7 separate regions of the Mus musculus genome follow, and regions 2, 3, 4, 5, 6 and 7 are each linked to region 1. The links are chromatin contacts, called in public Hi-C and promoter capture Hi-C maps. All regions are on one chromosome and are shown on one strand. Each heading gives the region's core, a stretch centred on a gene start, on an enhancer-like site or on the middle of the called end of the contact. The rest is flanking DNA. Distances are from core to core; before and after follow the strand shown. Region 1 holds the start of Tada1 (transcriptional adaptor 1). Region 2 holds the start of Gorab (golgin, RAB6-interacting). Region 3 holds the start of Scyl3 (SCY1-like 3 (S. cerevisiae)). Region 4 holds the start of BC055324 (cDNA sequence BC055324). Region 5 holds the start of F5 (coagulation factor V). Region 6 holds the start of Slc19a2 (solute carrier family 19 (thiamine transporter), member 2). Region 7 holds the start of Ccdc181 (coiled-coil domain containing 181).

What was found. Promoter capture Hi-C pulls out the DNA fragments that hold promoters and counts their contacts. Hi-C and Micro-C count contacts between places; a contact is called where the count stands out from the background.
Region 2: a Hi-C map of CD4 T cells shows a contact between it and region 1, with 3 times the contacts expected there. The contact joins the promoter of Gorab here to the promoter of Tada1 in region 1. A contact is called at or near these places in 2 of 39 promoter capture datasets (liver and pre-B cells) and 2 of 484 Hi-C or Micro-C datasets (CD4 T cells and CD8 T cells).
Region 3: a contact with region 1 is called in a promoter capture Hi-C map of liver, with 2.8 times the contacts expected there. The contact joins the promoter of Scyl3 here to the promoter of Tada1 in region 1. A contact is called at or near these places in 6 of 39 promoter capture datasets (the C10 cell line, hippocampal neurons, liver and 2 more), 3 of 484 Hi-C or Micro-C datasets (CD4 T cells, CD8 T cells and liver) and 1 of 9 other capture datasets (adipose tissue).
Region 4: a contact with region 1 is called in a promoter capture Hi-C map of pre-B cells, with 9 times the contacts expected there. The contact joins the promoter of BC055324 here to the promoter of Tada1 in region 1. A contact is called at or near these places in 5 of 39 promoter capture datasets (HPC-7-derived erythroid cells, erythroid cells, liver and 1 more) and 1 of 484 Hi-C or Micro-C datasets (liver).
Region 5: a promoter capture Hi-C map of liver shows a contact between it and region 1, with 2.1 times the contacts expected there. The contact joins the promoter of F5 here to the promoter of Tada1 in region 1. A contact is called at or near these places in 3 of 39 promoter capture datasets (liver and pre-B cells) and 1 of 9 other capture datasets (liver).
Region 6: a contact with region 1 is called in a promoter capture Hi-C map of liver, with 5 times the contacts expected there. The contact joins the promoter of Slc19a2 here to the promoter of Tada1 in region 1. A contact is called at or near these places in 5 of 39 promoter capture datasets (hippocampal neurons, liver, neutrophils and 1 more) and 1 of 9 other capture datasets (adipose tissue).
Region 7: a promoter capture Hi-C map of neutrophils shows a contact between it and region 1, with 3 times the contacts expected there. The contact joins the promoter of Ccdc181 here to the promoter of Tada1 in region 1. A contact is called at or near these places in 3 of 39 promoter capture datasets (liver and neutrophils).

What each region holds. Positions count from the first base shown.
Region 1 is chr1:166,376,937-166,380,744 of GRCm38.p6, reverse strand. It overlaps Tada1 (transcriptional adaptor 1), which reads right to left and starts at 1,578. Exons shown (of 8, transcript NM_030245.3): 1 at 1,269-1,578. The coding sequence starts at 1,342.
Region 2 is chr1:163,401,446-163,405,253 of GRCm38.p6, reverse strand. It overlaps Gorab (golgin, RAB6-interacting), which reads left to right and starts at 1,585. Exons shown (of 5, transcript NM_178883.6): 1 at 1,585-1,731. The coding sequence starts at 1,671. It overlaps Gm24940 (a small nuclear RNA gene), which reads right to left and starts at 2,971; the gene lies at 2,852-2,971.
Region 3 is chr1:163,927,746-163,931,553 of GRCm38.p6, reverse strand. Scyl3 (SCY1-like 3 (S. cerevisiae)) reads right to left here and starts at 1,789. Exons shown (of 14, transcript NM_028776.5): 1 at 1,368-1,789.
Region 4 is chr1:163,992,782-163,996,589 of GRCm38.p6, reverse strand. BC055324 (cDNA sequence BC055324) reads left to right here and starts at 1,794. Exons shown (of 24, transcript NM_201364.2): 1 at 1,794-1,980. The coding sequence starts at 1,870. Mettl18 (methyltransferase like 18) reads right to left here and starts at 1,701. Exons shown (of 2, transcript NM_027279.3): 1 at 1,519-1,701; 2 at 1-676. The coding sequence starts at 478.
Region 5 is chr1:164,149,914-164,153,721 of GRCm38.p6, reverse strand. It overlaps F5 (coagulation factor V), which reads right to left and starts at 1,887. Exons shown (of 25, transcript NM_007976.3): 1 at 1,602-1,887. The coding sequence starts at 1,759. It overlaps Gm16548 (predicted gene 16548), which reads left to right and starts at 1,505. Exons shown (of 3, transcript NR_037987.1): 1 at 1,505-1,863. It overlaps Selp (selectin, platelet), which reads right to left. Exons shown (of 16, transcript NM_011347.2): 16 at 3,696-3,808.
Region 6 is chr1:164,247,243-164,251,050 of GRCm38.p6, reverse strand. It overlaps Slc19a2 (solute carrier family 19 (thiamine transporter), member 2), which reads right to left and starts at 2,005. Exons shown (of 6, transcript NM_054087.3): 1 at 1,595-2,005. The coding sequence starts at 1,798.
Region 7 is chr1:164,273,429-164,277,236 of GRCm38.p6, reverse strand. Ccdc181 (coiled-coil domain containing 181) reads right to left here and starts at 1,639. Exons shown (of 6, transcript NM_029115.3): 1 at 1,476-1,639.

The DNA.
Region 1 (3,808 bases), core at 329-2,828:
CCTCACCCCACTCAGCTTGCAGCCTCTTACCAGCTAACATCGAAAATTCCAACACAACTAACAATCTCTGTCTAAGGCCTCCCTCCTTCTCGCTTCCAGGCTGTAAAACCGCAGTTGTCTGGTCATCTGGACAGAGAAACCCCTTGTGCAACTTTAATGTCGCCTGGTTTTACTCTACCAGACTTTATAAGCTTGTCCACCTCATCAGCAAAAAGAGAAAAAAGAAAAAGAAACTTGTACAAAATTCTTGGGTGTAACAAGACAGCTGCCAAAACGCACAACTTGTGACTCTCCATTGAGAAGTCCACATCTGGGTATGTCTTATTTCCCTGGGCATCTCTTTTTAATTCCGGTGCTTAAAAATCTACAAATAATAATACTTATTATTTATTTATTTATTTATTTATTTAAAGCCTTTTAAAGAGGGGTTCCGACGAGGAGCTTGCACCTAAGCTTTTCTGACGGCCTTTCTATTAACACCACCTCTGCTTCACGGGCTGCTCTTGTCAATCATTTCAACTTCAGTGCCAGGAAATACGGGTTTGCCAGAATTGAAGTTCCCCCAAAAGATCGAGGCTCCTCCTCCGGCTGCCGCAGGCTACTGCTTATAGAGCTGTCACTCTGCCCCAGTCCCTGCTGACAGCCCGGCGGTGTGGGGAACGGGAGGACTTTCCAAGTAACCCCTGAAAAGCATCACACGGCGGGAACCAGAAGCCTCAGTCCCATCCTTGGGCAGTGACTTTGGGGGAATAAGTAATCTCTGTCTCTCGAGTACGAACTGTGCCGATCTCAGGTCTGAGGATTGGCTGGCCCGTGTGGAACACTGGGAAAGGCGTCCTACGGCCGGCTAGGCAGCCGCCCCCTTGGATGCTGTGGTTGTAAGGTGGGTGACCGACCGACTTCACTTGGGGTCTCTGTGCCTTCCGAACCCGCTTTCACAGCTCTTCTAGCTGGCCCCTGAGCAACGCGGGCCTCCGCCTCCGGGAAGCCCTCCGGGCCCCCCCACCCCGCCCCGGCGCGCCCCCCGCTCTACCGACTCCGGGGCGCCTAGGGCGCTGCTCCCGCCCCCACGCGGGTATCACCGGTGTCGGGACGCCCAGGAGAAAGTCCTCCAGCGCCTCGAGTCCCGGCGGAGCCCGCACGGGAGCCGTGGCGGCCGCGAGACGCCTACGGCCTCCGGGAGGTGAAGAGAGTCCAGGGACTACGGCAGCCCCGAGCTTGGGGCACACCCACGGACAGGCCCGGAGGCTGGTCCCCGCGGCTCTTACTGTTTCACGTTGTCCCCCAGCGCCTCGCTCAAGTTCTTCTTGGCTGCCTCCAGCTCGCTCACAAAGGTCGCCATTGCAGCGCGCGTCTTTCAGCCCGACCGTAGACCGCGCGGCCCACGGCCACCAGCAACCGAAAGATCAACGCGGCGGAAGGCCTGCGCGCCGGACGCTGGAGGCTCGACTCGACTCGATTCCACTCGGCTCGGCTCGGCTCGGTTCGGCTCGGCTCGGCTCGGTTCGGCTCGGCTCGGCTCGGCTCGGCTCCGCTCGGCTCGGCTCGGCTCCGCTCGGCTCGGCTCGGCTCGGCTCTGCTCGGCGGCCCCGCCCCCATCCGCTAGGGAGACGTTGCGTGGGTTTGGTTCTTGGCCCCGCCGTCTCGCAGTTGGGAAAGCACCCAGCCAAACTCCCTTCGCCAACTCCCGCCTCTTGGCTCACGTGACCCGCTTCCCCTGGTGGGCGCGTGCCCAACCTACGCCCGCCTGCCCGCCCGCGGCGGCCCCCGGGGCGCGAACTTGACCGCCCCGCCCGCCCTCCGGCCAGGCCCCGCCCTGACTGCAGGTCAGCTCTTCCCAGAAGGAAGAGCTCAGGTCCCCGAGTGCATGCAATATCTAATTTATCCTCTTGTCCTCATTTTTTTGCCAAGTGCTCACCACCTATTGTGACATTTAGTTGGTCGATCTCGTTTTCTGCCTCCTGCAACTAAAACGAGAGCTGCCTGAAGGCAGGATTTATGTTACTCAAGTTCTGAACATTCACTATTGACAGATCAAATAAAAATAATTCCCAAGCAGGACTACCAAAGGTCCTAGGGGAGGTAACAGGAGGAGTCTCAGCAGCTAGTTAGCCTGACCCACAGAGGAAAAGACGCAAAGAACCTCGTTTCAAGTCAAGGTCAAGTGGAAGGACCCACAAGCTAGCTTGTCCTCTCTCAAATTCCAAATTCACACTCGAATATGCACATATATACTACACTAGGAAGCCATAGCTGTGTTCAGCTTAAAACTTTTTAAAGCCTACTTTTAAAGTCTCTCTCTCTCTCTCTCTCTCTCTCTCTCTCTCTCTCTCTCTCTCTCTCTCTCTCGTTTTGACAGAGTGGCCTCTTAACTCACATAGATCCAACTGCCTCTAGTGCTGGCTGGGACTAAAGGCATGGGTCACCATGCCCAGCTTGTTTGTTCTTGAAATAGGGTCTCTCTTTGTAGCCCTGGCTATCTGACACCAGGCTATTATTTTGCCTTAATGTTCATGTTTGTTTGTTTGTTTTTTGAGACAGGGTTTCTCTGTATAGCCCTGGCTGTCCTGGAACTCACTTTGTAGAACAGGCTGGCCTTGAACTCAGAAATCCACCTGTCTCTGCCTCCCAAGTGCTGGGATTAAAGGCATGTGCCACCACTGCCCGGCTAATGTTCATACTTTTAATGACAGCATAATTTTTTAAAGATTTTGTTTTTAGGTAGATGTCGTTGTGAGTGAATTTACAGGTGGTTGTGAGCAGCGGGCCCTGTTAAATACTGCACAGATAAGATGCATACAATGACTTCTTTCCTGTCTATTAAACTGGGGTTTTCTCCTGTATTAAAAGAAATATTTTAACAAGCATCTTTATGCAGATTCTCCTCATTTGTAATTATTACTTTAGGACAGAATCCTGTAAGAGAATCATGGGATCGGGTGGCAGGAATCGTTATGAATGTCTCGTCCCTGTGGTCAAGCGCCTCCCAGTTTTTAAAATAATCCTCCCTATATTCAAAAGGAAGCCCCAGTTTAAACCCAGCAGCCTTCCGGGTGCTTGCAGAAGTGGTCAGGCTGCTCACTTTTCATCACGTGCATTTAACGGCCTCTGCTGCACACCTGATACCCAGTCCCTTCCAGTAGGGTGGGTGACTGGGGGCGGATAATATTACTCTTAAATATTGCCCACTTTCTGCAATTTATTTCCATAGGCCAACACAACAAAAAAGGAAGATACCCACTGGTTTATTTTTCATAGCAGCTTTTAATTTACTATTATTTATTCATTCATTTATTTATTTACATGCGTATGTGTGTAGGGACTCAAGGGTCACAGCCCACGTGTGAGGTCAAAGAACAAAGGACTCAGGTCTGCCCTTCTGCCACGTGTGTTCCAGCAAGTGAGCTCGTGATCAGGCTCGGTGAGGAGCACCATTACCACCGAGCCCTTTCACCACCTGATTTCATATAACTATTTTACTTGCATATTTATAAAAGCTTTGTCTCTGTTTATTTCTCAGTTTTCAGCATCTTAAACAGCATTGTTTTTGCTTTAGCATATTTTTTGGAAGAACACAACAAGAGATCTACCTGTAACAGATTTTGTAACTGTGTATCACTGTGTGTACAACAATGTATAAGAAGATCTCTAGAGTCTACTTAGTTACTTCCCATTTCTCCTTCTCCCAGCCCCTACTAACCTTTCACTCTATGAATTTGATTACTTTAAATTCCTCCTATGAATGAAATTGTGGCATACTTTTTTTAATGTTGTGTCTTTATTTCACATAGTATGTCCTCAAGATGCA
Region 2 (3,808 bases), core at 336-2,835, 3.0 Mb after region 1:
TACACAAATGGGGAAAATTTCCCCTTAAATATAGTTAGTATAATGTGAGTGAGACTTCCAGCAAAACTCTCAACTGAGATACTCTCTCAACTCAGAACCAAGAACTCCCACAGAGCAAAGACTTCTGGAGCTTAGTTCCCACCAGTATCTCCTACAGCATTTGACAAAAGTGAACTCCTTGAGGAAGGGCCAACAGAACAACAAATAGGAGATTTGGAATGTTGCAAGGGGGAAAGTATAATTTTATACAGATGTATTTTATTGGCTTTTATTATCTCTTGCTGGTGCCTTGATTTGCATTCACAAGCAAGGCAAAACCTTTTAAAATACCATAATTACTGACTCTATTAAGATTAGTGATAAATCTTGTCTTATAGAAAATGTATAAATAAAATGTAACAGAAAGCACACAAGTAGGTTTAAAATTGTTGTTGAGTCACTAGTAAATGGTTATTGTGTGCAGAGGGCAAGCTGAATCCACTACCAGATTGTGACTAATACATTCTATTCTGGAGTTAATGTATATCTGTTTACACATTTAGTCTATGTTCAAAACTTGAACGAAACTAATCCTTTTGGATGGTATTTTGCCTTTCAAATATATTGAAAATAAACTCATCTTTAAGATAAGCATGTGTGGCATCCTTGAATTTTGGAAAACCTGTTACATTTCAAAGTTCAAAGATTACAAGAAAGATGTCAAACTTTTTTCTGATACTTATATAACTGAACTGCTCATTTCAATTGCTGGTGTCATATTTTATTTTCCAGTATACTCCTTTACTTCAACTTGATTAAAAATATTGACTCTCGAGTCGAAAATTAATATTCTTTAAAAAAATTTTCAATGTAGCCAATGTAATGTTTTCAGTTGTTTTTAGTAAAAATAATGAAAAAAAGAAATGGTTTAAAAAACGCTGACCTACACATACATGGACAAGCTTTGCATCTTCTAATTTTCTAAACTCTGCTTAAAACGGAGAAATGGAAGCTCAAGAAGATAGCTTTAGACAAAAGAAAAAAAAATCACCATTTAGGACTTGAGTGTGGTGTGTTGAGGGACTTCTATAGGCAGGAGGAGACCAGCAAAATATCTTGGCATAAGGATTAGGTTCTTAGACTCATTCATCATAGAAACAAGAAATCGAAATCTGCTAGATGTTATTGTCTAGAAGTGAACTGGCCAATGCTTAAATCTCAACCCTACACCCTGTTTCTCCATGACTTAGAACCTACAAGCCAAGGATGCTCCGGTACCGCCCACCTCCCAGGCAATACAGGCTCCGCCCAGCTAGTCAGGCAGTTCCGACCTGTAGGCCTCCTCTGTCACTGCCGCTCTACCTGTTTTCCTCAACCCTTCCTCATATTCCCATAACCCCCACTTCCCCCCAAAGATATAAAGCAAGAAGAACTGGAACGTGTAGCAGAGGCCTGTGAGTGGAAGCGAAGGCCGTGCTTTTGTAGTCCACCGAGTCAGGCTTTCAGGCATCGCTCGGGGCAGCCCCACAGGTACCGGGTCCCTGAATGCAGAGGGAGGCCTAGCGCCACAGTTCGGCACGCTGATTGGCTGTTCGCCGCGCCACTGAAGGAACCCGGATGTGCCTGTGGAGCTGTGTTGGCAGTCTGCGCGCGGAGATTTGGGCACTCTTTGGGTGCCCAGGGCTAGGCGGATGGCTCAGGATTGGGCGGGCTTCTCTGAGGAAGAGCTGAGGAGACTAAAGCAGAATAAAGGTAAGGTGTACTTGCGCGCGGGTGTGGAGTCTCGAGTCTGAAGGACAGGAGGCCGTCTTAGTGGGCGAGGGGGCGTGGGGGCTGGAACTCCAAGTTGGGGGACAGGGGTGGTGGGATTCCCTAGGTGTCTTTGCTGCAGAGGCCAGAGGGACGGCCCAGGGGTTTCTCTTTTAGCATCTGTTTTCTGATGATTTGATGTTTTCCTGTAAAAAGGAATGAGGTTAGGAAGAGAAAGCGAAGCCACCACCTGAATGGCCCCTAAGGGAGGCTTTTAACCCAAACCAATGGTTGTAAACTTGGGTTCAGGGTGAATGAAGACTAATACTGCATATACAGCATCATAATTGTGAACTTATAAAACCAGATATTTGGGAAAGGTGTCATGAGAGTGAATCAACGCAGAAGAAGTGGTATTTATGATCCATCCGCATTGCCTTTACTTCTGGCTACCAGATGAGTTTGCATTTCTTTCCAGTTCTTGGGAGTCAGCAAACTAAAAGGACTTTTCGAGAGGTTAGATTTGAAGTGCGTGTGTGTATTTGTGTGTACATGCACAGTGCACTTACATGTCTGTCTCTTCTGCCTTCAGGGACAGTGGAAATCTGCTGCCCCGGATGGGGCGGGGGGCTTTCTGGAATAATTATAGATCACTGTATGGGCTTGCGATAACGCTGCTTCTGATTTATTAAGTTTTCCAGTACTTGGTAGGAAAGGATGTAAAATGCTCTTGACCTGTGATTGCAATTTCACAAAAATGTCTGTGGTAGGCTTGGAAATGCCCATCACTTCTGTGAGAACTTTGTGCCACTCTTGGCAACATTTTAAAAAGTACCTTAAGGATAAAATTAAATTCTTCCATGTCTATAGTTTGTGAGATATCTGGATATGTCTTGGGTACTTGGAATATTTAGCCTAGATATGTGAATTATCTAGGACTGACAGGTGCAGAAGGAAGTAAATTACTAACATGGGGTCAATGTGGGGAAGACTGGACTGGCTGATCTTTCTTAGTACTGTCATGGAATTATCATGTCAGATGTGTTCCAACTGATTCTGTCCAGCTGGCTGTTTTCAGGTTCTTTCCTTCTGTAACTCATTCTCCATTCATATACCTATATGTACAAATGCAGGCACCTAGATCTGATCTGACTCAGTTCTCAGTATTTGAATCAGGTGTGTTGTCTGGTCCAGGGGCCTCTTCCGTCCTTGTCATGGGGAATGCTAACCTGCCATGAAGCACAACGTCTGCCTTAGAGATGTCAAAAGTAGCAGGACATCTTTGCCCTTAGAGACCTTGTAGATTCATGAGACAGACAGTACAATAAGGTGGTAGCCATAGAGCAAGTTCACGCTGAGGATTTAATGGACACTGGGGACATTTCATGGAGGTTGAATCTTGGCTTTAGCTTGATTTGACAAAGGTTTAATGTAGGACTCCAATATGTTTGTTATCTAAAAAGTATATTTTAACTGTTTAATTTGGATTTGGTTAGAAGGTGATGAGAACCTAAACTTTAAGGCCCGTCACTTGGTCATGAAACGCTAGACTGTGGGTATAAAATCACTCATCTATGACATCTGTAAGAACAGAAGTATCTTCCAGTTTTTATGTAGCCATAGTGGAACACAGTGATCAGAACAAAAATACCAAGTCTCCTTGGTTTCCCATTTTTAAAGCTGCAGAAATCGAGTCCTCCTCGCAGCTGTTAAGAATGCAGTTAAATAATCTAGGAAGATGGGATCTGTTGCCAGCCAAAATAAGTACAGGGTGCTTTTGAGACACTCGAATGCATAAATGCATGTGCAGTCAAGAATGTTCTTAGCCACCTTGTTTATAATATCCAAAAGTTAGAGACAAACGAGTTGTTTGCTAGCAGATGAGAGGATACATAATATGTGTTAGATCTATTGGTGGGACTCTATTAATCGCTAGTCACATTCATTAATAATGAATTTGTATAAATTACATGAATATTTGCAAAAGCAAGTTGTGGCTGAGTAGATAATAGTCTAAAAGAGTTTATATATGAACAAAATTAGGGAAAGCAGGTGCATTTTGAGAGTAGCTGAAGAATAT
Region 3 (3,808 bases), core at 540-3,039, 2.4 Mb after region 1:
TCACTGAGATTCATGAGCCACGCTGGCAAAAGGCAGGGGCAATGGGCATTTAGCTTACTGATTTCCAATAGCAGGCCAAATCCTTGTTGGAATATTGGCCCTTAGATTATCTATTAACCCTAACTCAATGTTATAAATACGAACATAATACCTTTAGATTTGCAAAAATACTAGGAAGCTACCAAAACCAGTCATTTTTCACAGTGATAAGTCGCCTATGACCCTAAGGAAGAGCACCTTTAAAAAGGCAAGGCTCAGTTTCTACCGAAGCGAATAGGATGCCCTGTACAGAGCCCCGCGCCCAACACAGCAGGGAAAGGGCGCCGAGGACTGGATTTGAGAACACACAAGGCGGTCACTCTGGTTCTCCCCACGCCTGTATCTAAGAGGCAGGACCGCTGGCACCAGCAGTGTTTTACAACCCTCAGGACGGAGCTGAAAGGAGCTTATGGAAATGCAAGACATAAGGAACACTCCCAACTCCACGGATTTTTTCTTGGTTTGGGAAGTAAGAAGGGGACTATGAAATAGTGCCAGGTAGCTTTGAAAGTCACACGAAGGTAGAAAAGGATATTCTAATATGGCATTTTTACTGACTATACCACTTATACTTTCTATAATGAAACGTCGAGTTGACAGTCTAGGATGTGACTGTACACTTTAATCTATCTATGTCTTCCATCCTTCTCATTTCTTTGGCTTCAGGCGAAGCTTCTGAAGGGTTCCATTTGGTTTGGGAGCAGCACCTTGCCTAGGTATTCAACCACATACCACGTGTGCTCTGGGGGAAGTATGTCCCTTAGTTCTCCCGACAGTAGAGACTCTCTTCGGTTCTAGTTCCCTTCGCTTCAAAGAGCCAAAGGTTATGACTTGCCCGAGAGTCCTAAGGATATGTACTCGTTGGCACTTAGATACTGGGTGACAAATCTTACCAGCGGCCCTGTCTCGGCCACGTATGTTCCCTGTCAGGAACTCAACCGCATTGTGCTAGCTGACAAGCAAAACATGTAGTCTCTGTGGACTAAAAGTACTCCGAGGTGTGACATCAGCTCAGAGCACACACATGTCCCCCAACCCAGCAGCAGCAGCGATCCCAGAACTCAGCAAAAGCGACCTTGGGAGATGTTGTTGTCTTTTCTACACGTGAAGCCCGGGGGCTGAGTGTGGACGCTCGTCGGGGACCCTGCACCGCGCGGCCTTCCCGCTGGACTCCAGGCCCGGTCTCTCGGCCCTCCACCGGCCTCGGCCGGCGGGGCTCACCCGAGACGCCAGGCACAGGGGCACCCCGAACTCCCCGGGGCAGCGCTCAACCGGCCGCCCCGGCTCGCTTCCCGCCCCGCCGTCCAGGCCGCACGGCTCCCGGTTACCTGCGGGCGGCGGGAGGAGGCTGGCGGCTCCGCTCCCTCTTGGCCCGCGGCTGGCTCCGACGCTCAGACCCCGGCTCCTCCACCCACAGACACCCCCGAGGACCCGGCTCCGGCGGCTCTCCGAGGGCCCGGAAGCGGCTCAACAGCCGGGCCTTCAGTTCCTCCGACGCCACCACCGAGGCGCGAACCCGGAACCGAGCTAGAGCGGCCGCACAGGTGCTGCGAGGGCGCGGGCCCGGGTAGGTGTGGGCGCCAGGGGAGCCTGCGCCGCACGCCTGTTCCCGGCAGCCGGCTCTGGCGGCAGGGAAGCCTCTCTGCGTGTGTCTTCAGCCCGACTGCAGGGGCATCCCGGTTTTCATGTTTGGGTTTTTAACCAGCCGCTTTTGAGTTCATTTCCGCCCGAATCCAAAATGGCCACCTCTGGCTTCAGACAAGTAAGGGGGCGGGGAGGAGGAGGAGAGGAGTTTGGGGCTGAGCCAGAACTTTTCCGGTTGTGACTGCCCCCTCAGCATCCTGGCCACCAGGATTGGCCTGCTGTCAGAGAAGATATGTATGTATGTATGTATGTATGTATGTATGTATGTATGTATGTATGTATGTATGTATGTATTTAGTGAAGTCAGAAATCATGGCGATTAACGCTTGAGACTTAATTAAGGCTTAAGGTTTCAGATGGAAAACCTGGAATCATAATTCAGCGAAATAGTACAATTAGAAGGAATGTCACGCAAGACCGGAGAGGACCGGACAGGAGGGAAGAAAGTGAAGAGGAGAAAAGGGGAAGGGAGGAGAGGGGAAATAAGGATGGGGGGGGGGTGTGTGGGAAAGGAACGGAGGAAGAGAAGACTACACCTGTGATAGAATTACCAGCTCCAATATCCGCTGACTTCTTGTTCTCTTCGAAAGTTCACCTTCGTTACAATAACCGAAGACTAAATGATCAACCCATTTGCGTGTGGGAGGTCGCAGCCAGCCTCTGCCTTCCTGGTAAAGAATGTAGATAAAGTAACATCAGCTACCACGTCCTGTAAGGCAAGTCAGAATGAGACCAGGATTGTCTTGATCAATTTATTTTGTGCCTTTCTTTTCCTGGAGGAGTAGAATTGAGCCACTTCAACCAGGGCAAGAAATCCACTGGGAGGATGATGCATTCCTGACTCACATCTATGCTGTATCGTTCGCTCTGGGTGCTTGCTCGCATTCTCATCCATTCTTTGATCACTAATCCTAGTCCAGCTGTGGATGGGATCCTGGGTAGCATGTAGCCTGTTTTCTCAAACACGATGGTCACCTACTCCTCTAAAATTAACACTAGAAGACAGTTCCCTGCTGCATGTGTAAGACATGATTGGAAGGGACACACTCAATACTTCTACCATCTACTCACTTCATTTATCCTGGTGTCACTCAGGTTTCTAAATAAACCATCTCTTACATCTCTGCATTAAGATTCCAGATATTTTTGAGGCCACGGGTTAACTTACACATCTTACCCTCAATAGGGTATGTCAGTCATTCTGTCCAGCGGACATTTGATTCTGTAGGAAAAAGGACCAGTATTGTACAGGCACACACAGATTCAGTTACCCCGCCTGGAGTTGGGTGACAGGTGATATTGCTCAGGTGGCACATGGACACGGGCTGGAGATAAGTAAGCTCTGCCCCTGGCTTGCAGTTCACTGATTAAGCCAGGCTCTCTGTCCAGGGAGCCCCAGAATCCACCTGCCTTTGCTTCCCCAGTGCTGGGCTTCCAGGCATAAGAACTTGGATTCTAATGATCAGACTGAGGTTCCAAGCACCTTACTGACTGAGCCATCTCCTAATGCCCCTCCCCACAAGATTACAGATTATTTGCATATGAGCCTTTGTGAAGATTTTGGGCTCACTAGATTCTTATGCCTTTCAGCCTATTTGACCTATTTTGAAGTTACTCATTTTGGCAATGAAAATTCACTTTTTAACATCCTTAAAAACACCATTAATCTGCATTAGATATGGGAAGGGCATTATCTGTAGTATCTGTCTCTAAGTATGGGTTTCTGATTTAAATCCTCCCAATGCCAATCCAAGCGTGAAATGCTTCTTAGCCTCCAAGTGTACACCAATCACCTCAGAGTTTAAGTGAAGAGAAAATAATAGATGTGTTGAGTAGTCTAGGTCTTGTCAAATGGCCTCAGACCTTAGTACAACTGACCCCATGATGGAAGTACCATCCAGGCTGTAAAACTCAGCATGTAGGCAGCACCACGTGCCAAAACTAAAACAAAGGCCTAATCCACCAAAGTCCCTTGTTCTGGGAAAGTCTCTAAATGAACTAACCTTGCTTTTTAGCTTCTGTAGCTCTGCTTCTGGCTAACTGTTCTTGTTAACAGAACATGGTTTTTCTGCTTAAAAGCTCACCCTGAGAAAGGCTCAGGGCTGCATAGGCATCCTGAACATCC
Region 4 (3,808 bases), core at 545-3,044, 2.4 Mb after region 1:
CCCAGATTTTCAAGCCTCCTTCATAAACACCTGGGATCAGATCAGAATGAGAAGAAAAGCTCTTTGAAACGATGTTTTCTCCAGGGAATTTCTCTTTCAAAGAGACGGTTTTCACTACTGCTGTGTTAGCATGCTGGGGACCTGGCAACATTTCCAAAACCGTATTTTCTAAGACGTGATTCACATCTTTAGGCATCACATGTTCTTTAGCAGGTTTCCAGGAGGGCTGGTGTTTACAAGCTTCTGGGTCATCTGACCTGTCAGCAATAGGGGGTGGGCTGCCAGTGTCTTCAGAGGAAGCTGCATTTCCCAGTGAGGAGCATTTCCAAGAGTGATCCCGAGGCAAGCCCGGACGTTCTGTAGATTGCCTTTTGTCCTGCTTTCCTTTCTGACTTTCTAAGACACAAGTTCCATCATCGAGGGATGTTAATTTATTTTCCAGATCTTCTTCTATGCTGAAATTGAATTGAAAGGCCATCCTCTTTTTCTATGCACACCGTTTTTTTACCAAAGGATGATGCTTCAGCTTCTAGAAAGAATTTAATGGCATAACCGATCACACAGTCGATTAGTTCTGTTGCGCCCAATGTCTGTTAGCTGCGTATACACCATCAGATGTATTCAGAGGGGGCTCCAAAGACGTTTTAGACGCCTTTGATCCTTTTTCAGTTCAGCCCTGGAAAGGGAAGGGGGAAAAGAAAATGTTTAAAAACAAAAACAAAAAAAGGCTGTGTGTATGCGATTTAGCAAAATGCACAGATGCCTTAAGTATTCAAAAGTAGAAGATAAAACATAAAGACAAACAAAAGAATAGCTATAGCAGCTACCACCTTCACCAGAACAATAAACCCCAAGATTTGTAGACAGGACAGCCTAGCTACCTGCTGCCTGGTCTTTTTTTTTTTTTTTTTTTTTTTGGTTTTTCGAGACAGGGTTTCTCTATAGCCCTGGCTGTTCTGGAACTCACTTTGTAGACCAGGCTGGCCTCGAACTCAGAAATCCACCTGCCTCTGTCTCCCGAGTGCTGGGATTAAAGGCGTGCGCCACCATGCCCAGCTTCCTGCCTGGTCTTTTAGTTGCCTTGTGCTCAGGCATCTTCACCTTCATCTTCCTAAATTTCTGACGCATCTACAGTAATTATTTTCTCTTTGTTCACAGTGGCATCCAGGTTTGTTCCTTCATCTCTGCCTCGCAAAAACAGTTTAAGGTTTTATTTGGGTAAGTAGGGTATCCATTTTCAAACACACACAGGTGTGTGTGATCTGGTGTGTGCAAACTCATCCAAACGGTACATTTATGTGTACGTAGTTCTACACCTTATGTGACTGGAGGGATGAATAAAGACTAGGACTGTGGAAAGTATAATCGATTGTATAGAAACATTTCCGGCAATATGCCAGACCATAACACCCGTTTTAATTTGCACATTTCTGGACGGTGGGATCTCCGTTCACTTGGCAGGAGCCGTAGGAACGGAAGCACGCACGCCAGTAAAATCATTCCTATTCTCGAACGCACCTCACAGGGGAGTAGAGTCATTCCTGGCCTCAGCCCAGGTCACCCTTGAAACTACGCGTCGTCTCAAAGTCCCCCCGGACTGAGGATAGCAAACCTGAGGACTTCTGGTCTCAGCATTGGAAAGTCAGACGCCAGGGCGAACAAACTACCGGAGAAACTCGCCTTCAGCCTACGGCGAACACCAACGAGATGAGTCCTCCAATAGCTAGAGAGGGCCCCGACGCTTGGGGGCGAGAGTGCTCCTCTCTATGGTTTGGTGGGGGCGGAGCTCTCTCAAAGCCTGCTGGGACGGCGTTCCAAGCTGTGGCGGGAGTCGTGCGGATTCGTTCGTCTCTCGGGGGTGGCGAAAGAATGTCGCAGGACGATGCGGAGGTGGCGAGCGGGGTCGTGCTGGAGGAACTCAGCAGCTGGTCGGAGGAGATGTGCCGTCGGGAGCTGCCTTCGGTGCTGCCCCGGCTCCTCATATCCTTGGAGGGCGCTGAGCGGGGGGTGTGTCGCGAGCCTGCTCCGCCCTGACGCGGGCAGCCTGGGATTCGAACTCTGTTTTGTTTTGCGAGGTGATGGTTAAGGGAACGAGGACAACCGTGGGTTGAGGGGCTAGGCGCGCCTAGCATTGTCGGACGATTGCGACTGGAGCGTTTGAAAATGATGAGTGCTCTCATGCCTTAAGTTTAGTTCTCTGTTCCTAAGTTTGCCCGGTCGGTCGCACTTGCCTAAGTGTGGGAGATGCCCGCGCTGGTGCTCAGTATCTGGATGAAGCGTGAGAGCTGAAGGATGTAGTTGTAGTTCTTCCGTGGTACCACATCTTCAAAGGATGGTCTGTAAACAAAAATGCTTTTCCCCTTTCGAACCCGTTTCCCTTTTAAGTTACAAGGCGGTGCTTCAGGTATTGGCTTTAATCGAGTTGTAATTGTGTGGAGTTAGGTGCAAAGAATAATTATGTAATGCTTTTGTGTTTGTAATTGGAAGTCGACTCCCTTCATGTAAAAGGTGATTTTAATTTTATGATTTTGATCATACCTTCTATTTAAAATTACACACACAGAAACAGACACACACACACCCCTCCAAAAACTGAAAATACCATTACATTTAGTGAAAGTTCAAACCTTGCACGAATGATGTTTCATAGTATAACTTAAGTTCTCTCACACTGAAGTCATTCCTTAGACATTAGCAAAATCCAACGTGGTGCTGATGACCGTTTTTAAAGTACTCCGTGTGTGGATATGGAATTATTTTGCTTTTTAGATGGTAGTCCTGACTGGCCTGATACTAGCTATACAAAACAGACTGGTCTTGGGTTTGCAGTAATCCTGAGTTTGCAGTGCTGGAATTTTTGTGTGTCAACGAGAAGGGTTGTTTTTATGGAATTTCCTCCTGGAAACAACTGTTTTCCTACTCAAAAGATGTTTATTTATGTAATGTGTGTCTCAGACTGCTAGGCTTAGAGGGAATGAAGATATCTGTTATTTACCCTCCCCTCAGTATTACAGGTACCACACTACATTTAGAGTACCATTTCTACCTTACCTTGCTACCTACTGAAAACGCAAATCTCATTTCCAGGTTTTCTTCTGTAAGTAAACCTTGAACACTCTTTTTGCAACCAGCTAATTATGATTTCTGATTCTAAATTACTCCATGAATCTACCTGTCCCCCACTGTGATTCTAATCTTTACAACCTGTACTAGGAATATTTTTTTTATTTTCTACATAGTTCTTCTATAATACATTCTTAACAAAGTTTAGAGTAAAAACAAGCAAACAAACAAACAAACAACTCCAAACCTCCCTCTTTTATATGTGGCTTAATTTTAAAAACACAGTCTGAACTTGTCTCCAAGGTTCCCTATAGTTTGAACCTGGCCTGTCCTTCATACATAATGTCCTTACATTCAGTCCACCAATCATCAGGCTGACCTACTTCAGGGTCTTTGTTCTCAGCCCAGCTTGTTCTCCAGTCTTTTCAACATCTCATTCTGGGCTTCCTCAGAGTTACTTTCTTACAGGAACCTTTTTATCAATCTTTTTTTGTTTGTTTGTTTGTTTTGTTTTTTCAAGACAGGGTTTCTCTGTGTAGCCCTGGCTGTCCTGGAACTCACTCTGTAGACCAGGCTGCCCTCGAACTCAGAAATCCGCCTGCCTCTGACTCCCAAGTGCTGGGATTAAAGGCGTGTGCCACCACACCCGGCTCCTTTTTCTCAATCTTAAGCAGTCCTTGAAACCTTTAACTTTTTTTTTTTTTTTTAAGGTTTTGATTGCTTTGTTAAAACACTATGATCAAAA
Region 5 (3,808 bases), core at 638-3,137, 2.2 Mb after region 1:
AGGGTTAAACCATTTCCTCAGCTTTAGCTGACCCAGTAGGTGTCCGCTCCAGTCTCTATGTCTAGAGTCAACAAGGTCAGGTGTCTTGATAACTACATCTTTCACAGGAGGGATGAAGACCCTGGGAAACTTCCTTTAGCAGTTTTCCCTACTGGTAACTTACCCACTTCTCTTTCCTTACCAGGGGAAGACCTGTGCAATGTTGTTAGCTAGAGTCCTCATGCTGTGCATTTGATCGGAATTTGTTCATCTCTAACCTTGTGTTAACTCAAACCTACCTTTGCCTTACCCCAGGCTGAATGCAGTCACTTGAACACAAGTCTGTGTTCTCTGCCCCTAAGCAGCAAAATTGATGTTGGAAATAATGTTATTTTCTTTTGGGATTGGGGTGGGGTGGAGGTGTTCAGTTAGTGGTACTTTCCTAAGAGTATGGGTGTGGTCTAGATTATTACTCTGAAAATGCAATCTTTAAGTCATTTAGATGTGATATTTCTCACTAGCATGATACCAAGACTGAATACAATGCCTTCCCAAACAACCCAGAACCAACAACAGCAAACTCAAAGGCTGATTATTCATTTATACTAAAACATTACACATTGCTTTCAAGATATTACATTATTTTCTTTGGCTGATTGCTTTGGTTTTGCAATTGTAAAAGAGGAACACATCTTTCACAATCACTTAAACTTTGATGTCAACTAAAAGGGAAAAAAATGCGTCAACCAGTAAGCGAGGCTTAGCATTTAAAATAAAAACACTCGTGGTCGCAAGTGCTACGTAGAATCTATGACTTGGGTAACTGCAGGCAGGTTAGCAAAATATATTCTGCAACTCAAAGTTAGGTTTGATATTATTTAAGCCTCCTCTTAGTTAGACATGCCTTTGAATGACTACCTTATGTGCTCACTAACATGGGTAATAATCAGGGCAGACCAAAATACCCAGGATAAGTCATATTCCAGGAAGTAACTCAAAATGAGAGGAAAAAATGAAGCCACATTAGGTAGCCAGGGGTAAGTCTAGGAAAAGTGAAAATACAAGTGTGCCTTCCCTTCCCTCTGAACCCACAGTGAAAATCGTTTATAGGAAGGCAACAAAATCTCCTTATAATGAAGTACATGGTGACAGCTTTGACATCTTTTTCTTTAGAAGATGAACTTGTGTTTAACAGGAATAAATATTATATAACTAGAAGGTCCTTTTTCTTTTTTTTAAGCAGACTGTCAAAAGGCTTAAGCCGAATGCACAGGAAGGGCTAAGAGGGCTGTGGAGGTGTGTCCTTTCAACCCATCAATACACTAAACTAACAAACGTGGGGGGAAAACAGATTAGGGATTGCACCTGGAAAGAAAGCCACAGCTAACCATTCACATTGAAATTTCCACATCCTCAAAATGATAAATTATGTCCATAGAGACAAAATTACACCCACACAACATTAGTCTCTCTCTCTCTCTCTCTCTCTCTCTCTCTCTCTCTCTCTCCTCCTCCTCCTCTTCCTTTTCCTTTTCCTCCTCCTCCCAGCCCACCCCCACCCCTTGCAACTATAATAGATTTTCTTCCTTGAAGAAGCCCACCTGGATTTCACCCCCAGTTACCTTGGATCTGTGGGCTCAGGATGATAGTTCCAGAGGATCCCCTGAGCTGCCACATAGAACTGCCTTAGTTGCGCGGCCTCTGCCTGGTGGCTGCCCCAGCCCGCCCAGCGGGTTCCCAGAACCACCAGGAGGAAGAAGCACGGGCAGACTAGGAGCATGGCCCTTGTCCTGCCGCGCGCTGCCACCACCGACAGTGCTCAGTGCTCTGTCCCTGTTGCGCGCTGATCTGTCTCCCTGGAGGACTAAGAAGCTGCAGGGCACAGTGAGTGTCCCTGTCCCCTGTGGTGGCTGTCTAACCCTACCTCCCTCTATGCCTAGTGTAGGCAGGGGCTTGTTGAGGTCACTCCCCCCTGTGGCCACAGGCATTTACTAGAGAGAATGCCAGACAAGGAATGTAGAGGGAAAGGAAGGGCAAGCCTGCTGGAGGTTATGGCTCTGGAGCAGTGCCCAAGGGTCTCCGCCCCATCACAAAGCAGCATTTCCCCCACTTCAACGTAGGTGGGAGCAGCAATCCCACTTAACCTGCGCGGGTGGAGGTGGGGGGATGGGGTAGGGGTTCAAAGTTTAGGCTTGTCAGCTGATTTCTGCAAGCCTTAGTAAGACCCAACACCCATCCTCAGATCCCAGGAAAATGGCACTGCACAGTAACCAGAAAACAGCCTCAGGACAGGTCCACCAACAGGTTAGCAGTCTGAATCTCTTAGGACAGACCGCTTGGTAAGGGCTTGTCACCAGCTCAAGTGTAGCCGAGACCAGGGTTTAGAGAACTCATTTGAGATAGTCAGTAGCTGTGTGGTCTGGGGCCAACTATGTCTTTAGAAATACTTTTGACATCTGTAAAATAAGAATGGCAATTCTAGTTTTCCTTGATCTTATTATTGGGAGGGGACAAACTGTTGTAAACTGGACAGTCCCCAGGGCCTAGGTAGCTACAGTCTATGATCTTGTCTTTGCTCGTTCTCCTGTATCCTTGGCATGGTGTTTTAGATTTTATTTTTCTGTTGGTGGCAAAGCTGAGAATTATGCCTGAATCAGCAGGATGGCCTGCCCTGAATTCTCCAGAACTTTGTCTCTGCTCAGACTTTCTGCTTCCAGCACATCCAGTAAATTGTGATCTGGTACCATCCAGGTTCCGCAGCAGCCTCTCCCTCTCCCTCCCCCTGCCCCACCCCTCCCCCTTCCCTTCCTTCTCCCCTCCCCCCAACTCCTGCTTCTGTTTCTTTGCTGATCACATCACTGATATTCTTCAGTCAGTTTATAATGCCCCTTCTTGAGTCAGGCATGATGGCACATGCCTGTAATCCCAGCACACGAGGGCTAGAAGCAGGGGAATGTGAGTTTGAGGCCTGAGATCAGCCTAAGCTACGCAGTGAGACCATGTACTGAAAAGTAATTAATTAGCAGATGTGTGCACACATAACTACACTAGGAAGAATGCTCACACGGATTTCCTTCCCTTTCTGCTTCCCTGCTCTTTAAAGTCAGAATTTCTGCCATTGTCTCTGATTCTGGGTTCCAGTTGACTTTTCCGTTTCATGAACTTAATCTGCTCAGATTATATACTCCTTTTGCTAACCTTTCATTAGGTTTTCAAGATGCCCTTGTATCTGTGGCTAGATTATGATCTATTCAAGAGCAGGGATGATGTCTTATACTCCTGATCCACAGTTCCAGGAGTTTCCAAAATGCAAATTCGGACACAAGAGACATGGTTGAGATCTATGGTCCTATAATATCTAGCCTAGTATCTGTCTATCTGTCTGTCTCTCTGTTTGTCTCTGTCTCTCTCCACACACACACACACACACACACACACACACACACACACACACAGACACACACACACACACACACACACACACCAAATTAGATGCTATTGACAATGTAAGAAAAAAAAAGCAGCAGGTCTCTAAATTACTTTCTTCCCTTTTCCCCCAAATCATTGCAACTTTTCCAAGGACAGCTTTACTGCCCTTGCTTGCTTGTCTGCTTATGTGTCCAGGCTACATGGTGACCAATGGATCTCATTACAGCTCAGCAAAGCAACTGCAGTTTTTGACTCCTTAATGTTTGCATCAATTACAGACAAGCCATATGTAATTTTCAGTGACTTATTTATTAAATATGTGCATTAAATTACATATAAAACAATATCTGTTCTTTCCTGCAGAACAGTAATTGCAAAGAGGACCTTTTTCTGCTCCTCT
Region 6 (3,808 bases), core at 756-3,255, 2.1 Mb after region 1:
CCCCTGACAAAACATATCAACTTTCAAATATCAACACCAAGAGCACATTTCTCCTCACATGCTTCTGTCAGGCAAGGACATACACTGTGCAGATCGCACAGCAGTTTGCATGCAAACTTGCTTACTCTGCTCACATGCTGAGTCATGTCTGCCTCAGGGTCTATACCTCAGGTTCAGTGGTTGTCCTGGGTCTCCAAGATCGCACTTTCTTATAACCACAGAGCAATTTTCTTCTTGGAAAAACCATTCTAAATCAGAAGGCTTTATCTTTCTACTGTTGGCTTTAACCAGCACCAAAATACACATGGATAATGAATAACTGTGACATGATCCATAAGACTAGGGAGCAGGGTGTAACATTACGGCAGAAGTCAGCTGTACTTGCTAAATGTCAGTGGATCCGGGATTCCACACTGACTCTCAATTCTTTCCCAGGTGACCTTGAATAAAGGCACAACAAACTGGACTCTGAGTAATTATATCCTGCCAGTCTGAAATGGGTCTGGTAGTGTCACCTCTTGCTCTGACCTGGCATGCCAAGTTATTGAGTTAGTTGCTCCTCAGAAGTGATGACTGACAGGAAATGACAGGGAGGCTTAAATGGGAGTCATATTCTACAGCCACCTGGGCAGGGAAGCAGCGCGGTAAGGAAGGAAACCGGGTATAGGAAGAAGGTGGCAATTATTCAGCATCCACTCATCTGACAGTAGGGAAAAGACATCGGACCTGAGCTTTCACTCTTTTGGATACTCAAGGAAAGGGTCCTGGAGCAGCAATCTCCATCTACAAGCTCCTCTGACAAAACCAAGTGCCGGGATAATGAGCTTTAATCACAGGAGTTAGGCACATTTCTGAAGTATACTATGCACTTCTGTGGTGCTGTGCGTACAAGTTTGTATCTTGAATAAATGTCTGCGCAGGAGTTCTTGGTCATGGCCCATGTGCATCACAGCCCTCAAAAACACCTGTACGGAGGATAAAACCTGTAGGTGAAGCAACACTTCACCATCCGAGAAAAGCTAAGTACCAATTATATGACACCGTCTGTTTTCATCCCAGAGACGGACTTCAGAGGGTGCAGTAAATCTTTGGACACAGTCTTACCTAATCAAGCACCCATATTCGGATGGCGTACTACTGTCCTGTATTGTCCTTCTGTAATAGCGCGTATCTATCTTGTCAGGGGTAAACAAAGTCAAGGAGGGGAAGGAAAGGGGGACCCTCTCACAAAAACAAAGCCAAATAACATCCATCCATATATACATACAAACACTCATATGTACATATTCTACTGAAAGTCGAGTTTACTGTTTTCTTTATCCACGCACTGTCCCCGGTCCCCAGCAGCTCCCACAGGACTTGTCCGGGCAGAACCGGGTTATCCACATACGGCCTGAAACACACATGCACGTGGGCTGCGGCCCATCTTGCTTAGTCTCGCACGGAACGTGCTAGAAACGCAAAGAGTAAGGCCACTTTTCCAAGCGAGCAGAAATCCGAACAGATATCTGCGTAGCCCGCTCCGGGACTCCGCCGCCAGACCCTCCACAAACATCTGACATGCTCGGCCTCCCCGCCTGCCGCTCCTGCCTACCTGTCTCTCGGTCAAGTTCTTGTCGGGTCCCAGAAGGTAGGGCGTGAGGAACGGCTCCGACGGCCGGAGGTTTGCGAAGAAGCCGTAGGCGCAGAGCAGCGCGGTCGGCAGGAACCAGCACTCGCGAGGGACGCGGGCAGTACGCAGAAGCATCCTGGCCGCCGCCGCCGCCGCTCGTCTGGACACCCTGGCTGGCACGTCCATCCTGGGCGCGAGGGGCTGGACGCCGACACGGCCCCCTCCTCCTTCTCGGCCAACGGGAGGGCGCCCGAGCCGCGAGCCCGCGCGGGCACCTGTAAGCGTGCGCGACGCCGCCTCGCGCCAGGGTCAAGGTGCTTGGAGTCCCCACCGCCCGCCGGCGGCCACAGCTCGCTAGCCGAACGCCCTTTCCCTAAGTCCGCCTCCGGGTCTGGCCCGCCACCCCGCCTGGCCCCGCCCCCACGCCCCGCCCCGACCGCAGAACGCCCTTTCCCTAGGTCCGCCTCCCGGTCTGGCCCGCCTCCGCCTGGCCACGCCCCACGCCACGCCCACCCACAGCAGACGATCACTAGCCACGCCCCCGGGAACCTCCTCCTCGCCAATGCCTCCCGGCCGGAGCCAACCTCCCTGCTTCCCTATTGGCCAGTGGCTCAAAAGACAGAAAGGCCGCTTGGGGCTGCGCGCCCGGGCTCTGACGTGAGGGGTTCTGGGACATCGGACTTTTAGGGGCCATGTCTGGACTCTGTGGCGAGGACCCTACACACCCTCCCTGGTCGGATCGGTCACCAGGCATTTTCCGATCACACGTCCGGAAGGCTCCCTAGAGCGGGATCCCCGGATGTGTGCTTCATCGCAGCGAGTCTGCTCAGTCTTATCTGCCAACCTACTGATGTTGGTCCTCTGCCCGGGACACATGATGACACAGGCTTGCAAACCTTTAACCTTGAGGCGGGAGAATGCAATCCCTGGGCTCCAAGAGCTTTTTGTTGTTGTTGCTGGGTTTGATTTAGTTTGCTTTTTTTTTTTTTAACATTGTCTTTAAATGTGGTAGAAAGACACAAGCTGGACCTGAGAACTGAGATTTGGGGCCTTTTACTATAGACAGAAAGAAAACGAGGATGACCGAGTTAATCAGCAAGAGGCTTTTGCTTTATTTCGTCACTTTTTGTTGGCAGGATACAAAGAACAATTAACTAATATATCCTATGGAAAGGAAATCGCCCTAAAAACCTAGGCCCTAAAATGGGCTCAAGGTTTCAGGAAGTGTGCCGCTCACGAAATACCCACAGGGTTCAAAAGTAAAAGCAGCTAACCCCCACCCTACACTGGGAGGTTTCTGTCTTCTCGGTCCATCCAGACAGGCTAATCACCCCGTCTTTCTCCAAGGGAGCCTGCACTCCCCCTTTCCTACTCTTGGCTACAAAATCTGGCTCAGACCATGCGCTGCTGGCTCTCCAGCACCTCTGGTCACAGCGACTCCCAGTCTTGAGATTCACCTCTCAGACTGCTGTTGTTAGTGAGGGCGATCTGAATTTTCATTCTTTCATTTCTGCCTGGGTCACTGCGTCTCCAAGGAGAAGGACCAACTAGACACCTGAGGGCTGGCAGGCAGGACTGAAAGGGCTCACTGTGCGAACCTCCTGGGTTCCCATTGAGCGATCCTTCACTAAAACACTTCACTAAAACAGAAAAACGAGGCAATAAGAGGGCAGGTTGTTGTCAGAAGTTTTTCAAGGGCAAACCGTGGCAGGAATCCCCAGCGCTTTCTTTCATCGCCCTCTGCATGACTTTTTGCTGGACTCACAGACTGACTCTGTCCCAATATCAGCAGAATCGAGCTGCACGAGTGAATACACAAAATGTGTGCGTGGAGCAATTTGCCAAAATGCAAGGTGTGGTGTTGACATCTTTCAGAGTCTTTTGAAGGGCTGGCTAGGAAGACTTTATTCCTTTTAGCCTCCAGAGGCTATATAACCTGTGATGATATCAGTTTGTAAGCTAAAAGAGAGTGTGCCTGTGTGCTATATTTCAAATTTTCTCGGTTCAATTTACTAAATTGATAATATCAACCGTTCTAAGTCACCAAAATCAAACGTCTCCTCGATGACAAGAGCTCCGAGACCAAAAAGCTTGAGGATGTTTGGTCTATTAAATGTGTAGTCACCTAAATTTCCACCATCATATCAGTTTCTCTTCACAACTATAGAGATAGAGCTGGAGCAGTTAGTTCTCCTG
Region 7 (3,808 bases), core at 390-2,889, 2.1 Mb after region 1:
TGAAATTACGATGTTTAACTTGCTGCTAGAAGAAAACTTTTCTAGAACTAACTCCTCCATGTCTTCTCAGAGTCTTATATCAAACATAATTCTGAGCTCATAAATAATAAGTTTGAAATAGTTCATACTTCTGAGCTCCTAAAATATCAATTACATGAAAGCTAAAATGCTAAATTCAAAACCAGAACCAATAACAAATAAAAATATATCATATATATTTAAGACCTAATAAAATCACACAAATATAAGTTTTAAAAGGGCACAGGCAAAATAAATGAAAAATAAATGAAGTTGGATCAAATCTGAAGTGTAATTGAATTTCTACAGCTCCAAAAAGAAACATCTCCACTGCTTCTAGCGTAAACAAGCAACATAAACATGAACTCCTGTTGCCAAGCCCCGTAAGCCTTTCAAATGAGTCACAGGATATTCAACCCTTTGGCTTCCTAACCATCACCACCAGGGCATTGCTCACATGATACACATGTCAACACACTAGAATAAAATGGTATCTTCCATGAACCGCATTTCTTAGCATTTCCTATTTTATTACTATGATTTTTTTTTACACATATAAAATGTAAAGTTTATCATCAATTTAAAAAAAAAATCTCTGTAAGTGCTTTTGGCCAGATCAATAGTAAACTGCAGTGGCAGAAATTAGTTCCTTCCACTTAAGTGTGTGAAAAATTCTCAGTGTCTGAAGACCTTGCAATGTGGCTCCGAACCTCAGGCATAGATGCACATTATATTTGGTAACTTTCTCACAAGATTAAAAATATTTAAAAATACTTTAACCCAATACTTCTATTTCACCCCTACATATATAACCTTTTAAACAATATTTGTTGAAACACCTAGAACCAAAAGAATAAACAGTAAAGAGAAAACCTTTCCATATAAAAAAAAAGCATTTAGCAAAAACAAAACAAAAACAAGAACAAAAACAAACAAAAAACACCTTATTTTAAAAAGCAGTTAAGCAAACTTCTACAGCACTATGAAACTATCTGGTCCATCCTTCCTGCTGCATCCCCATAAGTCTGTGGTGTTATGAAATACTTTTTAAATTACCATCTGTTACAAGCTCTGACAGGAATATTTAACAAAATTAGGTAAAATTTTGGATTCGTGCTGAACATCTGAAGCACCAACGGAATGAATATAGCATTCTATGTGTGGAAGCTAACATTTCAGGAGTGATTTCTTCCACGCAAGCTACCTTTCATAGTCTTAAACTCTGAGAAGGGAAATGATAGGACAAAAACTCTAAGCGTCTAAGCCGTCCTCTGAGGGGCTCTCCTGGTGCATGGTGAAGTGACGCTGTGCGGGGCTGGGGAGATCCTGGGGCTTCTCCCTGGAAGAGGGCTCGCTTCAGCCGCCTCCCTGCCACCTCGCCCCGACGTTTATCCTCTCCCTGCTCCTGCCACCTGTCTGCCTGTCCTTCCCTCCTCTCCCGCTAAGTCCCCTCCTGCCTGTGGAAGATGCAGCGGCTGGGGTCACAGAGATGGCCGCAGGAGCTCTCTTCTCCTTTTCTAAGCTCTGACAACGAGGCAACGGTGACACCCCGGGGCCTGCTCCTGAAGCACCCAGCACCCGGGTGCCATGGCAACAGCGCGCCTCTGAGGCCTTCTTCCGGACTTCCCACTACTGAGGCGGGGTAGGATCGCGCGCAGGCGCAGAACGGATCCCCGCGAACACCTGCGCCTTACATCCGGCCAGCGTTTCCAAGACCCGGAAGACTCGCATCCCCTTTGGTTTTCTGCCTTGAATGTGGATTTTGTATACCTGTAGTCAGATTTTTAATTTGTTTCCAAAACTTAACAATAAAAGTGCATTTCTGTGTTCATTTTCCTCAAGTAAATATTAAAAGATAACAGTTCCTCAAGTAAATATTAAAAGATAACAGTTGCTAGTTGTTAATTGCTGTTTCGACCCTCAGCTTAAAGAAATTATAGCCAAAATTGTATTTACAGAAAGGAGTTATGAAAGAAAATAGAACTTTAGTTCCAGCAATCAAACTCATCAAGAGAGGCAACTACAGTTTTCCCATAACTTCCCTTAATACCTTGGGGGATAATAGGAAAATAAGAGAACATTCAGATTGTGGTGATAGATAATAGGCCAGCCATGAAGGAGCTCACAGAGTGTAAATAGAAGGGCAATATAACATAGGTACAAATTCATCTAAAAAAAAAGGTGGATCGAGGAGAGATTCATATATAAGCTAATATATATTAATATATTAACCTCTCCTTGATTATATATATATATATATCTTTATATATGTAAAGAGTTTACTCCAGAGCTTACTTTTGAAAAATAGTATAAATTATGGGAGACGGGCTGGGCATTACACATGGAGATGATAGCTTGTGGGAAGACAGGCATCAACTTGTTTTGTTGACTCAAAATATACCAGATAGGGTGAAGCATACATCAAAACCTTATGCCTCACTGCCTGTTAGCAATTACATGCATAACTTGGAAGCCAACAATGTGATCTGGGGATAAACATTGTCATGTCTCATTTCCATGCAAAAATATTCATGGCAGTCATTCCTAGGAAACTGTGAGTTCCCTTTCAAGGAGAGACTGGGTTTAGACATTTACAAGCCTCCAGCCATATAAATGTTTGATAGATAGTTCTTGAGTTCCCCAGGCTAATAGGTCTTTAAAAGGAACTAACTGTAATATTTACAAGCTTGGTGAGGAAGGATAATGAAGGTTTCTGAAGGAAGTGGGGTTTTGGTCATCAGAGATGAGAGAGGAAAATACCTCGAAAACAGGACATTTTAGAAAGTTCACGATCAAATCATAGAATAACGAGATGTATCATGAGTGTTCAAGACTTACCCGCAGGGGAGGAAGGAATGAGAGAGGGGTTATGTCACACTTTATGCAGGCACATCATTTAATGCCTCTTCTCTCCAGTGAGCTGAGTGTACATAGGCTAACCATGACTGACCAAGGGAAGAAAACGAAGGACATGTAAGAACTGGTGGAAACACCTCACAGAAATACCTGGAGCTGGGCTCTCCTCATTTCCTAAGCATGTCTCAATCCATTCAAGTCGATGTTACCCATCAAACATGTCAAATAAGTTAAATTATATTGCATATTAGAAATATTTCATACCTACATATATTTATAATAAAAAATGGACCTAATTTAAAAACAAAACAAAACAAACATCCTTTTTGTGAATCGCACCAGAGGACAGAGAGGACTGAAGTTTGCTCTGACCCACAGCAGGCGGACAAATCTGCTTCTAGCTCAAATGCCAGCAATGCGTTTCTTAAAACAAATGCCCTAAGGAAAAAGGTATTTCGGTGTAATTACTTCCACATGGTGGTAGATTTGCTCTGAGCTTGTTTCGACTGTTCAGCACTTGTGACTGCAGGTCCCAGCCCCGAAGGGCAGAAGATGAAATGGATTTCTTGCTGAGAGGCTTGGCTTACTTACATATGATTAGCAGTCCTGTGATCAACCCTTAACTGTGGGAGAGGATTTAATAGGAACCAATGCCCACAGCAAAGGAACAAAAGTCATTTACTTCAGTGTGTCCTTTGAGAAAACAACAAACATAATGTGCTTATAATTATTGAGTTTATAAGTTGAGTTTTATGATCTAGTAATTTCCCTCTGAAAATAAGTATCCACGTGAGTGCCAGTCACTAAGCTAGCCTGTACATTTAGCCTTTCTTCTGTGTGCAGTTTTATAGCAGACGTGGCTTTTTGTTTACATTCAGACAAGATTATTTAACATGAAAAGCAAAATTGTAATTAATTAGAAAGCGAAGAAGCT